2 separate regions of the Mus musculus genome follow, and region 1 is linked to region 2. Evidence: chromatin contacts called from public Micro-C data. All regions are on one chromosome and are shown on one strand. Each heading gives the region's core, a stretch centred on a gene start, on an enhancer-like site or on the middle of the called end of the contact. The rest is flanking DNA. Distances are from core to core; before and after follow the strand shown.

The links. A called contact is a pair of places that touch in the nucleus more often than the background predicts.
Region 1: a Micro-C map of embryonic stem cells shows a contact between it and region 2, with 3 times the contacts expected there. The contact joins the promoter of Tab3 here to the enhancer-like site in region 2. A contact is called at or near these places in 1 of 484 Hi-C or Micro-C datasets (embryonic stem cells) and 1 of 115 datasets of contacts at active chromatin or transcription factors (embryonic stem cells).

The regions. Positions count from the first base shown.
Region 1 is chrX:85,572,180-85,579,119 of GRCm38.p6, reverse strand. Tab3 (TGF-beta activated kinase 1/MAP3K7 binding protein 3) reads right to left here and starts at 5,098. Exons shown (of 10, transcript NM_001358447.1): 1 at 4,798-5,098; 2 at 3,510-3,570.
Region 2 is chrX:85,072,803-85,079,149 of GRCm38.p6, reverse strand. The region is part of intron 63 of Dmd (dystrophin, muscular dystrophy); the gene reads right to left. Among named protein-coding and RNA genes, the nearest start is that of Fthl17a, 170 kb to the left of the region's middle. Within about 2 kb of position 2,034, at least 13 of the 459 cell types and tissues checked have an H3K27ac peak or open chromatin away from gene starts, as enhancers often do. A contact at or near this core is called in embryonic stem cells, where this site is marked.

The DNA.
Region 1 (6,940 bases), core at 3,849-6,348, 500 kb before region 2:
CATGACAAACTGGAACTTGGTTGTTTTAACACCACCATAAGATATGCTTTAATGACAAACATTAACTTGAGATGGAACAAAGATGCTTTTTATTTCAAAATGTGTACCCTAATTCAGAAAACTTTCACTGACATCCTAAAAGACCAAATCAGTGGTTAAGAGCATAGGCTACTCTTTCAGGGGACCAAAGTCCAATTCCCAGTTCCACATGGCATCTGATAACTTTCTGTAACTTCGGTCCCAGGAGATCTAATGTCTTCTGGTCAACTTGGGCAGGTGGTGCACAGATATACATGCTGGCAAAACACCCATATGTATAAAATAAACATTTTCAAAGACTAGACACTTTAAAAAAACCTTTTATCAGCTTATTTCCTAGAAGAGCCATCCCATCAGCATAACTACACTGACGTTGGATAGTCACAGACGGGCTATCTACTATTCTCACAAAAAGCAAGCAACCTCCAACAATTTCTGGAACACAAGGCACTTTTAATATTTAACTAGTGTTCTGAGATTTTTAAAATAATATGTTTTGATCATATTCACTTTCCCTCTACCATCTCTTCCCAGATTCCCTACCCTTCCCAACTTCATGTCCTTTAAAAGAAAATCCTATCAAAACCCATTTGTGCTTCCCAAATACTCCTGGATATCACTGCCCTATTAAATTCTGCCTTCCACTGGAGTGTGGTTAACTTATCAGGGTCCATTAATTGTTAGAGAAAACGAACTCTGCCTCTCTAAAAAGCTAAAACAACTGCCAATACTTTTTGTGCCCAACTCCCATCTTTACACTGGGCTTTGTTCTGTCTTGAACTTGTACAAGTCTTATGCATACAGCTGAGAGCACTTTGAATTCATATGTACAGCTGTATAGGCTTATATTTTTCAAAACCTATTTTTAATAATGGTACTTAAATGTTTTAGCCTCCCTTCTAGCCTACCACCCACCAGAGGTAGTGGAAAGGAAAGGTAGAATTTCCATGAAAACATCATATGACACAACTGAGTCTCCAAAGAAACCAGAAATTTCCACTTGCAGTATTTTTAAAATCATATATTGGCATAGGCTTCCCAGGAAACAATAATAAATGTGCTGCATTTCTAAACCAATCCATGAAAGCCTAAACATCCAGAAGGTAACAGAAGTATACAAAACACCAAGTTCTGTGAGCAATGGTTCTATGGGAAAACACATTTAGCATTGCAACTCAGTAGCACACCAACTATCACTGCCCTATTAAGTTCTGCAAGTAGAAGGAAATCTTCCCTCACTAAGAAAACAGTCTGAGCTTACTTAAATTCTGATCAAAGCAGAGCAGGAGAAAGGGCATGAAAAAGGACAAAAGTCAGAGCTGGGGGTAGGGGAGAGATCAAAGAGGATGAAGGCTAAACCTAGTTAGGAGAAGGACAGAAATTGAGGATGACTGCTTAAAGGAAGGAGTGGACCGTCTGAGAGTAAGGTGGGTGGTGAAGAGAAGGAGGGAACAACGCCCACTTCTGCAGCACACTGGCTTCTACAAACTTAGCTTCTTGACTCTTCAGGAGAAGGGAGACAGGAAACCATAGCAAGAGTCTGGACACTGCCTCCCTCAATCTGTTATTCTCATTCTCCTTTTAAAGACACAATCTGGTGGGTTATAGGGTCTTAACTGCATTCCTCTTGACTTGCTAGGGCAAAAGAATTCAGACCAGGGGATGGGCTTAAAGGCTTTGTAGGCCTCTTCACTTTTCATACAACTTGCAAAAGACCCCAGGGTTAACTGAGAATTAAAGGAAAGATCCAGGTGATGACAGGATAGCATCAAGAAAGGAAGGAATACAAGCTGAGAGACTTTAAGCAAGAAGAAAAGTGAGATTGTGGACTGTTGGATAGGATAGTAAGCAAATAGAGCTTTCAATTAACTAAATTATAAAAATGTTGTTCAATATTTAGGATTCAGTTGGATAGTTCCAAGTATTTCATTACATCTATTTCAGTTTTAGACAAATATTCATGATTATAATATTAATATAGGGTTATGCCAAAGGAATGAAAATAAGCTTCTACATACATACACTTTCCCGGTGTGCTTTTTTATATAGTGATGATATAAAATATGTCAGAAAGGCTTTCTGTTTACTTCTAGGTAGGTTTTCTCATTTGTCAATATTTTCCACTCTAATAGGCCAAATACCAGGAGTAATTACCTTCCCAAGTAAAGTATATTTAACTCTTTCTTGGGAGTACAACTATAATTAAAAACTTGCTCCTTCAACCCAAAGATTGTCCGTCAAGATTACAAGGTGTTATTTAAACCAGCCCCATACTCCATAGAACACATACCCAGACTGAGAAACTCAGAAATCTTTTCTCCATGTCTGTGAGACAGGGCCATTCCAGGAAGACTTCTAAAACAATTTACATCTTTAGAAAAAAAAAAAAAAAAAGATCCCAAACTGCAAAACATTTCTAGAATTTCCAGCCAAAGATAATTAACCACATAATTAACTCTGGCCGAATGACCTGCTGGAGGATGAACACCACTTAGGTGTCATCTTCCTCCCCACCCCACCCCCTACTGCTCTAGCTTTTCTTCCAGCTGAACTCTACCCAGATGTGGGGCCTGTCTCTTCAACAGAGATAAGAGCTAGGACGAGGACGAGCTCAACAGCACGTCAAGAGACCCAACAGCAGAGAGCAGTGGGAGCCAAAAGCCATGCCTTTCCCAACCTAACACCTCTGCAAAGTGTCCCTGTGACTTCACTAAAGGCTCGGAAACTCGCTGCTCTGGAAGATCTAAAATCTGTCCACCCCTAGGCCCATAAGAGATGCTGCTGCTTGCCCTAATATTGGCCGTATATTTTGCAAAATGCAATCTAACTCTAAAACTTTGGGACTAAATGTAAAGAAGAACAGCAAAATTGCCTAACAAGTACTGTTCTGAGGTCTAAGAAGGACCTGTGGACACTATCACAACCCAAGGCCCCTGTGAACACTTGCTATTTACTTTAGTAGTACAATTATAAATATAATTCAAGATCAGAGTAAACAAAACATTTATTCTTTGAAGTATCTTGGGTACACTAAGGTGAAGTTACCAAAACCATGAATTTCAGGTATAGGTCACTGCTAACTATTTAGAATCTTTACACATTAGCTCAAACCATACCTCCGTCTAAAAAATGGACACATCCAAAATAAAAAAAAAATACTTGAGATTATCTTTTAAGACACACGAAAACCTTCAACAGAATTGAATGGTTTCTTTACAATAAAAAATTTCCACTTTCAATAAATTGATGCCAGCACATAAACACATACAGCGTATCTAGAAAGAACACATGCTCTAAACTTAGATATACAAGAATCTGAGTTCTAGCTTTGCAGTTTACGCACTATATAACCTCAGCTATGTAAGCAAGCTACAGAAGAATACTGAAGTTTTATGCTGTTATCTGTGCAATAGACATTGTCTCTAACATCGAGAAACACTTAGGATTCAATTAAAATGCATACTGCCTACCAAGTCCAGTGACTGCAGATACTCAGCTCACTTTGCTCCAACACAAACTGCACAGGGTTGCCTGCAATTAAAGAATATGTCACATAACAGAAGAAAAGTCAGGGCGACTGGACATTCATTATGCCTTGTCAGATGTAACGTCAGGAATCATATATTTATTATCTACCTTCCCTAAAGCCAACTTTGTCTTGATTAAACAAGTTCTAGGAGAAAGGGGAGGGGGACTGTACGTTTGTAAAAATTACATAACCCACTGATTACAAATTACGTATATGTAGAATTGAAGACGTGCTTGCTGACTTCCAGTGTTCATTGAGAAAAGTTACCATAGAAGATAGTGTACTTTGTAATTGAATATTATAGTTAAATCTCCATTTAAAAAAATCCAAAAACTTCTCAACCATGCGTCCTTTCTAAGTGTGTTCTTTTATAGTCCTATAAATCACTCATAAAGCAAAAAGTAAGCCCCCGACCCCCACCCACTAACAAAGTACAGAGCAAGCCGGGTTCATCAAGTTGTTCTTTTACACTGCTCCTTCCTTTCCGTTTACAAACTCCTAAATACATTATAAATGATAAAAATTGACAAAGGTTACTGAAGCCCACAACCAAAGAGCCCTGCCTTGCACCACTAACAGGCAATTTCCCCAGCAACAACCAAATTCTAAATGTTATGCTTCAGAACAGGCAGTTTTTTATACTTCAACGTGTCTTGAATCTGAACTTTTGGTTCTTTACTGTGCAGCTTACTTTCTCCTTCACCTTGCCTACATCTTCCCTCCTCCTATCCTACTTAATCCACTTTATAAGCAGATACGCGGTAGTAAACTATAAACCTCCAACTAGGACCAACTCTAATCTGTTGTTGGACCTCAGAGGGCGGCTGTTCAGTGTCATCTTTAAAAGACGACAGTATCTTAGCTTTCCTCAACACCTGCCAACAATTATTTGCAAACCACTTCCACGACAATCATTTCTACCACTACTAACCTTGCGCACAGGTCCCAACACCTTTAAAAGAATCAGCCTTAGTTCTGCGAGTCCTAATCCCTCGAACGCCTTAACCCGGACTTCAAACCTGTCCATAGAGGTGCGTTCTGCAGGATGTCCAGGAGCCCAGGAGGAAAGGCATCCTCGCCTCTCCCGCGAGGGCTGATAGCGATCAAGCCCCTCCACCCCCAACCCGCAGCCACTCCCTCTCCCCTCGGCCTCGGGGCGTTCGGGGCGTCCTGGCGGGCGCAGCCGCCACGACAGGCCCTGCGCAAACCTCCCGCAGCCAGGTACTTACCCGGGCCGGCTGAGAGCCAGAGGCCGGGACGAGCCCCGCCGACACCCGCAGTCTCGCCCACGCCCAACGTCGTGGTCGCGGGGTCACTAGGACGACCCCAGGGCACCTCCGAAGTCCTAGCCTCGGGCAGGTGCCGGGCCTCCCCGCCACCACTCACCGAGCCCCCGCGGCCGCTCCGGGCTCCTCCGCCCGGCCCTCGGTCCGTCCGCAGGCTCCCACGGGGGGTCCGGGCGGGCACGGCTTCCCCGGCCGAACCCCCTTGACTGCGCGCCGTGCCGAGGGCAGATCCGGTGTGAGCCGCCGCCGCCGCTGCCGCCGCCCCCTTGCCTCCTCCTCCTCCCTCGCGGCGTCCCTCCCACTGAAGCCCGCCTCGTATTTCCTGGATCCGGTCTCTGGGAGAGGTTGGGCCAAAGAGCTGCCGGCTTCAGGGCTTCCGTCGGGCGCCTTCGCTCGCCAGACACAAAGATGGCACCGCCCGGGCCTGCTGTAAGCGATCTCGCGAGGCTTTCCCCACGGGAACCAGAGGGCGGGGTCCCCACAGGAAAGGTGATAAATGAATCTCCCTCCCTCCTCCCCGCCGCGAGGGCTCGCCCAGGTCCGAGCTGGGCCCCGCCCCCGCACTGGGGGAGTTTAGTGCGCCTGCGCGAGACCGTGGGTTCTGCCGCTTCCCAGAACTGCCTCTAAAGTGAGAACCCTGCTCGGAGTTTGTACCTGTTTCCTCCTGAGGTGTGGGGCGGAGTTACAGAGCGAAACCCAGTAAAGCGCTCCGCATGGTCAGGAGCCAAACTGAGATGCATCTCTTAAGGCTTGGCATCCCACATAGGCTCCGAAGATTAAAACAGGCTTAGACGCTCCCAGAAGTCCTCCAAGTCCTTTGCTCCTCCTGATCTCTGCTGTGACCCTGGTGTTCAGAAAGTCTCCGATGCTCTTTCATTCTGTTGGTTCACATTACCATGCTCTTCGGAGAAAACAACTGTTGTCGGGTTTTGCACACAAATAACTCCTTTTCTAGTATTTTTTTCTTTTGATTCATAGAGTCAAATAAGTATTGTTCAATTTCCTATACACTTACTATTGAGGAACATAATGCTCTGACCACACACACACACACACACACAAATATTGGTCTGAGATGGAGGACAGGAAAAAAGTTTTATGGTATAAATAAACAGAGATAGGATTCAAAGAGAGATGCCATCGCTCAAAGAAGAAAAAGAACTAGAAATAGAACTTCCACATGACCTAGATATATCATTCTGGAATATACACCCGAGGACTCCAAGCATACCACAGACATACTTGTACATTTACATGTACTATATAGCACGACTCACAACAGCCAAGATAAAGAATCAGCCAAGATGCTCACCGACAGATGAGTGGATAAAATGAGGCATGTAAAAATGTGGAATTTTATACTATTACGAAGACAAACTATGTATTTTCAGGAAAATGGATGAAACTGGAAATAATTATATTAATTGGAATAAGACATTCCGATGTGTCCTTTCTCTTGTATGCAGCATCTATATTTTTAAAGGCTATATGTAAATTTCATGAAGTCATTGCTTTTAGTCACTGAGTAGTCCTCCATCATGTAAAGTGAATGGGAAGAAAGGGGAACATAGACTGCCTGGGATGGGGGGGAATGGGGAGGGTCCAGTTTAGATGCTTAGAAGACGGTTTGTGGAAGCAAATCTCAAACTTCTGAGGAGAGGGGAGCTTTCAGTGGAGATGGGGTCCCTGGGGGAAACATCTGACACGGGATTTGCATGTCCTGGGAAACTATAATCTAGATCCAAGGACTGCTAGGGAAAGGAAGTACCAGTTTCCTAAATTCCCCTCAGTCTGATGAAAATGAGATATGGACTAGAGCTGAATCTGATCCTTAACTTCCGGCGTCAAAAGCCACTTTTTTTTTTTTTTTGGAAGGTATAGGTGTTCAGAAGAGGCAGGTGTCCTAAGTCACTTTCTCATACTGCACATAGGGAAGGCTACTGTGCTATATATATTGTAGATAACTGAACAGAACACCAATGGCTTATGCTCTAAGATCAAGAATCAACAAATGAAACCTCATAAAATTGTAAAGCTTCTGTAAGACAAAGGATACTGTCAAGAGGACAAAACAGCAACTGACAAA
Region 2 (6,347 bases), core at 785-3,284:
ACTCGATGTACAGCAAACTCTCCAGCCATTAAATTGGATAACTCTGTCATTCTTGTTTGTCAACATCTGTTTTTATTTTGTTTTTGTCTATTTGGGGTAGGGGTGGGTTATTTTCCATGGTCCTGGGAATTGGTCCAGGGATTTAGTCATGATCAGCAAGTATTGTGCATCTACATCCATAGCCCTGCCATCACTTACTGTCTTGTTGTCCCTGGTCTAAGGCTGCACCAAGTTAACTCTTTTTCATTTTACTTGACAAGGAACTTACAGTCACAGAGGCCATGACCACCAGTGCAAGAATGACACTGTGCATCTTCTTTGGCTTAAAATTGTCAGTCACTGTTGTCTTGGTTTTCTCAATGCTAAAAACATAGGTAGCTCATTCAATTCAGGGACTCCCAAAACTACATGGGCCTGTAAATTTTCCCTAATCTGCTTTACCTCCATCCTGAACTTATTTAATTATCTGTACTACTCTCTTTCCAGAATAGACTACATCCCAGTTTCTCCAAGACAGAGCCAGTATAACTAATTTTCATTCTCTATAATAAAGACATTGATCAAACAGGACCAGAGGAGATGGACTTTAATCCCAGTACTTGTGAGGCAGAAGTGGAGCTCTTTGAGTTCAAGGACTGTGGTTTACATAGCAAATTCTAAGCCAGTTAGAGCTACATAGCAAGAGCCTGTCTTAAAAAATGTATAAATGAATAAAAATAAAAAGGAATGATCGAATATGACTTAGACTTAGTTTGTATACCTTTTTAAAGCTTTCTATAACCAAATTTCACACATGATTTTTTTAATGTTGTGCCCTAACTTTTTTAGACTGCACGAGCATATGGTTGACACCACCTATTTTGAATTTACCATCCTCTTTCACAGTTGGAGGATTTGCAGAAAACTTGCTTGAAATGATGAAAATAAACAGCAGTAAATTTCCTCATCTGCTTTAATGCTAACATTATCTTGCTGCCTTTCCAGATTTACAATCTCAACTAAATTTTCTAAATTGCTAGCGTTCCTCCTTTGCCCTCACCTTTTCAACTTACTTATTTCTAAGTTGTTATCTCCAAATATGATGCTTCTCCTGAAATGCCAACTTCATTATTTCAGAGGTAATCAACCAATAGACTAAAGACTAGAAAGACCAGAAACTGATTTTTTTTTTTGATCTTTCACTAGTGGGCTAATGGTAGATCACCTGCACAACCATCTTTTAATCATAGAATGATTTACATAAATATTTAATGAATTTCCATTGTTTAAGTCTCTGAAAGAACCTGTAAATCTGACAACTGGCGCCTACATTCATGCATGACAATAGTGGGCCTTCAGTTCCCAGAGAAGCTTTTCAGGATGCCCCAGTTCCCATCTGGCCACCTTCAGTCATTTAAATTTACAGCTTGGCTCTGGGAGGGTCTTCTTCTAACCTCTAGTCCAATGCTTTGCTCCCTCCAAAGCAGCACACTTCTCTGTGGTTAGTTTCTGTTTTGTTTTTTTGTTTTTTGTTTTTCCTTACTCTAGAGTTCTTCCAATAACTAGCTATTGTCTGGTTTTCATTCAAACTGCTCTATGAAAATTGTCAGAGTTTTCCCAAACCTTTTCAGCTATCAGATTTTTAGACGTCATCTTTTACATTGGAAGGGAATGGTTGTGTCATCAAAATTATTACCTCTATCCAGTCTCCCTGTACAGATGGACATCCACCTTCAGTCTCCCAGTAGTATTTCATTAAGTGGAAATTATATAATTTACAATATTCAATTAAGTGATTTTTAAACACATCATTTGGGTCTACATTAAGGTTAAAAATTTAGATTTGAATCTAGAAATCTGGCTGTGCTAAGGAAAAACTAAACAAAGGAACCAGCCAAACAGTTATGGGGCAGGGGATGCACTTCTTTTCTTCTCCTCAGTTTTTCAAGACAGGGTTTTCTCTTTGTAGCTGAGGCTTTTCCTGGAACTTACTCTGTAGGCCAGGCTGGCCTTGAACTCAGAGATCCGCCTACTCTGCCTCCTGGAGTTCTGCAATTTAAGGCTACTACTTCCTGCCTGGCTGGGACCTCAGTTCTTACCCTTGCCAGAAACAAGAATGTCCTTGGTTCTACCCTGGCTGGATGCCAGAAATTCCAGAACTGTTTGAGGACTCTAGTTCCTCCTGTGTGTGTGTGTGTGTGTGTGTGTGTGTGTGTGTACTTCACAGCTGCCTGGAAGCTAGTCCTGGAGGTATGACTGAAAGTTCAGTCTAGATACTTGGGATGAAGAGAATTGGACACCTTGTGGGTAGACCAACTGCATTGACCAATTCATAGCCTTCCCCATCCTCCATATGTCAACCAAGAAAAGTCTTTACTAACTCCTGGACAATGAACCTTTGTGGCAACTCTTCTTGGAACCTGCTCTCATTCTAGAGGAACTCAGCTCCATTCCTTTCAGCTCTTACCTATAAACCTCTAGTAACACACTTTCCCTGTAAAACTCATTCAGAGAGTTATGGAGACAAAGGATTGGGGAACCACTAATAAGGGCAGCTTTATTGACCATTGATTTTCTGGGACCCTAGATCCCTTTTCCTTCCCTTTCCCTAAGCCATAGTCCACTGAACTAAGAAAAATGGTATTGTTCTCAGAGACCCCATAGTTAAGGTAAGAATAGAGTTAAACAACAGCAAGAGTGGGAAAGAAGAAAAGTTCATCCAAGACTACTAAAAGAAAGAGGGTGGGGAGGGGGAAGGAGGGAGGAGGGGGGAGTGGGGAGAGAGATCTAAATATATAACTCAGTTCAATTCTGAATATCAGTAAGGACATGAAGGAGTTTCCAGCCAAGGAGCACAGTGGGAGGCAGTACTTGGAAATTTTTCAGTAGGAAACATCAGAGATAAGAGATTCTAACTAACTCTATATAGCAGGCATCTCACAGAAGTCAGGGAAGGGTGACCAGCATACTTAGAAGCATAGAAGAGGAAGGAAAATCCTGATTGGATACTGAGAAAGCTAAGATGACAGGACAGGACTCTGAATTTTCTTAGGAAGTACACAGATGGGCTGAAGACAGAGAAGCCTTGGTAAAATGTGGTCAAGGCAAAGAATCCAGTTTCACATAAAGGGAACTTCGAGTGTGAAGTAGGCAGTATTCCAACAACCATTTTTAAAGTTAATAGAACTGAAAATTTTCCACATAAGCTGTGTTATTTATAAAACAGTGATTAATGTCTAAGCTCACAAGGCTTATTTGAGGCAATACAGAATATATAATAAAAGTCTAATCTGAAATACTGATACAGTGGCTGATACAAACAACCAAACCAAAAAAAAAAAAAAATCACATTTTTTTCTTTTCTTTTCTTTTTTTTTTTTTTTTTGGGGGGGGGGGGGGCGAGGGCCAGGGGAAGTGGGAGGGAGTGTCAATCACTACCTGCCTCTGCTTCTGGAGCATCGTGGTGAGAGGTATGTTCCTTTTTTGAGATTTTATTGGTTTTCCTGCGTATGAATGTCTTGTCTGAATGTATGTCTGTGCAACACCTGTGTACAGTGCCTGCAGAGGTCAGCAGGGAGCACTGGATCCTCTGAGATTAGAGTTACAGACAGTTGTTAGTTGTCAGGTAGGTGCTGGGAATGGAACTAGGTCCTCTGGAAGAGCAGCCAGTTCAATCACGACACTATCTCTCCAGCCTCATATTTCATTCTTAAAGAAGATAAAGACAGACATAGTGACACACATCCCAGCACTCAAGGAAGAGGCAGGGGCAGGGGCAGGGGCAGAGGCAGAGGCAGGGGCAGGGGCAGGGGCAGAGGCAGGAGGATCTCTGTGAGTTTGAGAACAGGCTTGGTTTAGTTTACATAGTAGTTACAGGATAGCCAGGGATACATAGAGAAACACTGTCTTACACAGAGAAAAAGAGAGAGAGAGAGAGAGAGAGAGAGAGAGAGAGAGAGAGAGAGAGAGAGAGAGAGAGGATAAATGATGGAAACAGAGACTTCTGAAAAGATCATACTGGCTTAATTTAGCTCTGACGTCTAGGACAATAAATGTTGGTGCTTGCTAAGGATTTAATAACATTATATTGTGAAAGACCTTCCTTCTGTATTTTGTCAGGCTTAAGCTGTTGGTGACATCAATTCTACATTTGATTTTTCTTCAAATAATATAATTTTCCCCTGCTATGAGTGAATCGTCAGAATTCTTCTCGTGATTATTCCTTACAGCCTGAGCTGAGGCTTCTTTGTGGAAACATGCCTAGCACAGGTATGAAAGCTATCCTCAGGAATCAAAGGCATGAATTAAAGGGAGAAAGAAACAATTAGCTAAAGAGAGTGCTTATTAGCAAGAAAGGCTAATCATGTTTAATTGATTGCGACACACACTGTAGCTGACTGGATTATCTCAACATCCCTTCCCAAATTCTTTGCTCTAGCCCTTCTCTCCTGCAAAGGCTAAATAGCCTCAATTTACTAATATAGCCAGGGAATGATGTGCAAACAGCACTGGCCAATGCTCAAGAAGCTATCTGAAGGGAAGCCGATGGCAGTCCAAATTAAAATACAATCTTAGAGACTAGAGACGTAAGTCATTTCTCTTCAAAGCCCTCATCCCAAGCCACTAGGACTAAGAATTTATCTCCCTTGTAAACATTTGCCAAGCATGTGCAAGGTCCTATCTACCATCTAGTCCCACAATCAGAAAACAAGGAAGCCACTGCCTATAAAATGATACAGGAGGATAGCTAGAGGTCCTAGTCCTTGGTAACAATCTTCCATGGATTTCTGCTGTCTCAACACTTCTGCTTAGGCTAAGGAGATAGCATCACTCATCCTCTTTAGTCCTTCCTGAGGTAAAGTAGAGAAATCAACAGTAAGTAGAACTTGGGTCTGTGTTTCAAGGCTCCTAGTCTTCCAATTAAATGGCATCGCTGAGGCAGATCTGCATAGCCGTTAAATAATGCTTAAAATTATTTTATGTTAAATAGGCAGAGCACTTTTCTAGAAATAAGTAGATAGTGAGCGGGGCATATGCTTAGACTAGGATCTCGCTTACACTAGGCCAGCACTCTCACCACTAAGCTGCAACTCAAGTCTTTAGACAACATTTTTTTGAATGGGATATTCCCAAGTCTGATTTCCCCCACATTTAAAACAAGTATTTAAAATTTAAGTATACAAGTTATTGTAAAGCCCAATCAACCCCTTTTTTGAAGAAACTACATCTTGTGAGAAAGCAGGGGCTAAACTCCAATTACAAGAAGAAAACCAAAACGTCTACTTCAGCAAACATTCCACAGCAAGCCCCTCCCCCACCCCCAAACAGCCAGTCAAGTTACAATAGCAGGGTCAAGGTACATATAGATAACCGAAGACATCCTGCAGAGGATAGATAACTTGGCCATCCTGTTTGTCAGGTGGTTTTGCCCCTGTGTTCGGTTCCTGCAGATTACACCAGAAATGCAGTTTTTAAAATATTAACTTGCTGACCCATATAGAAATTCCCCAAGCTTGCAGTAACTACAATACACACGCTACACCCCTAGACTCAGGGCTCTCACTCTGACCTGCTGCAACAGGGACAGTGAGAGACCTTGATCATGAGCTCATAATAAAGACCCTCATGTGTTTACATCAGAATTGGCTCCTCAGTGGTCTTTGGGGTCCCTGTGACTTGGACATAACAGTTATTTCTCTAGATATGAACGAAGATTTACAATTAACAAAATATCCATTCACTCTCTAGACATATTCATATCCTAATCTCTTCAATGGCACAGATGTCCTTGAAATGAAATAGAATTGTACCTTCAGAAAATATGATTCCATTCAAAAATTCCAGTGACTTTTAACTATTCATATGTTTCTGTTTTGAAATTCAGAATTATTTGTTTCTACTAGGGAATGAACCCAGAGTTGCATACATGTTAATCATGGGTTCTATTACTTAACCACAGATCCAGATCTACATTTTTAGGGATGCAAAGGCAACTAGGTCTCTGAGATTAGGACCAATCTGATCTAAAGCTAAACTAAATGAGTAAATAAATAAGTAGATAGACAGACAGACAGACAGACAGACAGAGAGAACGCTAATATTCGGATCTAATCTTTATCTGATACTGTACATGTCAGGGTTTGATAGACAATCAGCCTGGCCTACCTGCCTCCCACCCCTTCATCTTCAACATCAGCACACTCCCCTCCATACCCATCCCTTTCAATATTTTCATGAGTAAAATATAAGTACAAGTTTGGCCTAAATTACCACACAAAAAGCAAATCTAACCATTTTTCAAAAAAGAAAAAACTTTTGCAACATTTCTGCCTTAGGCTAGTACTCACACTTTAATCTTATTAAGGAAA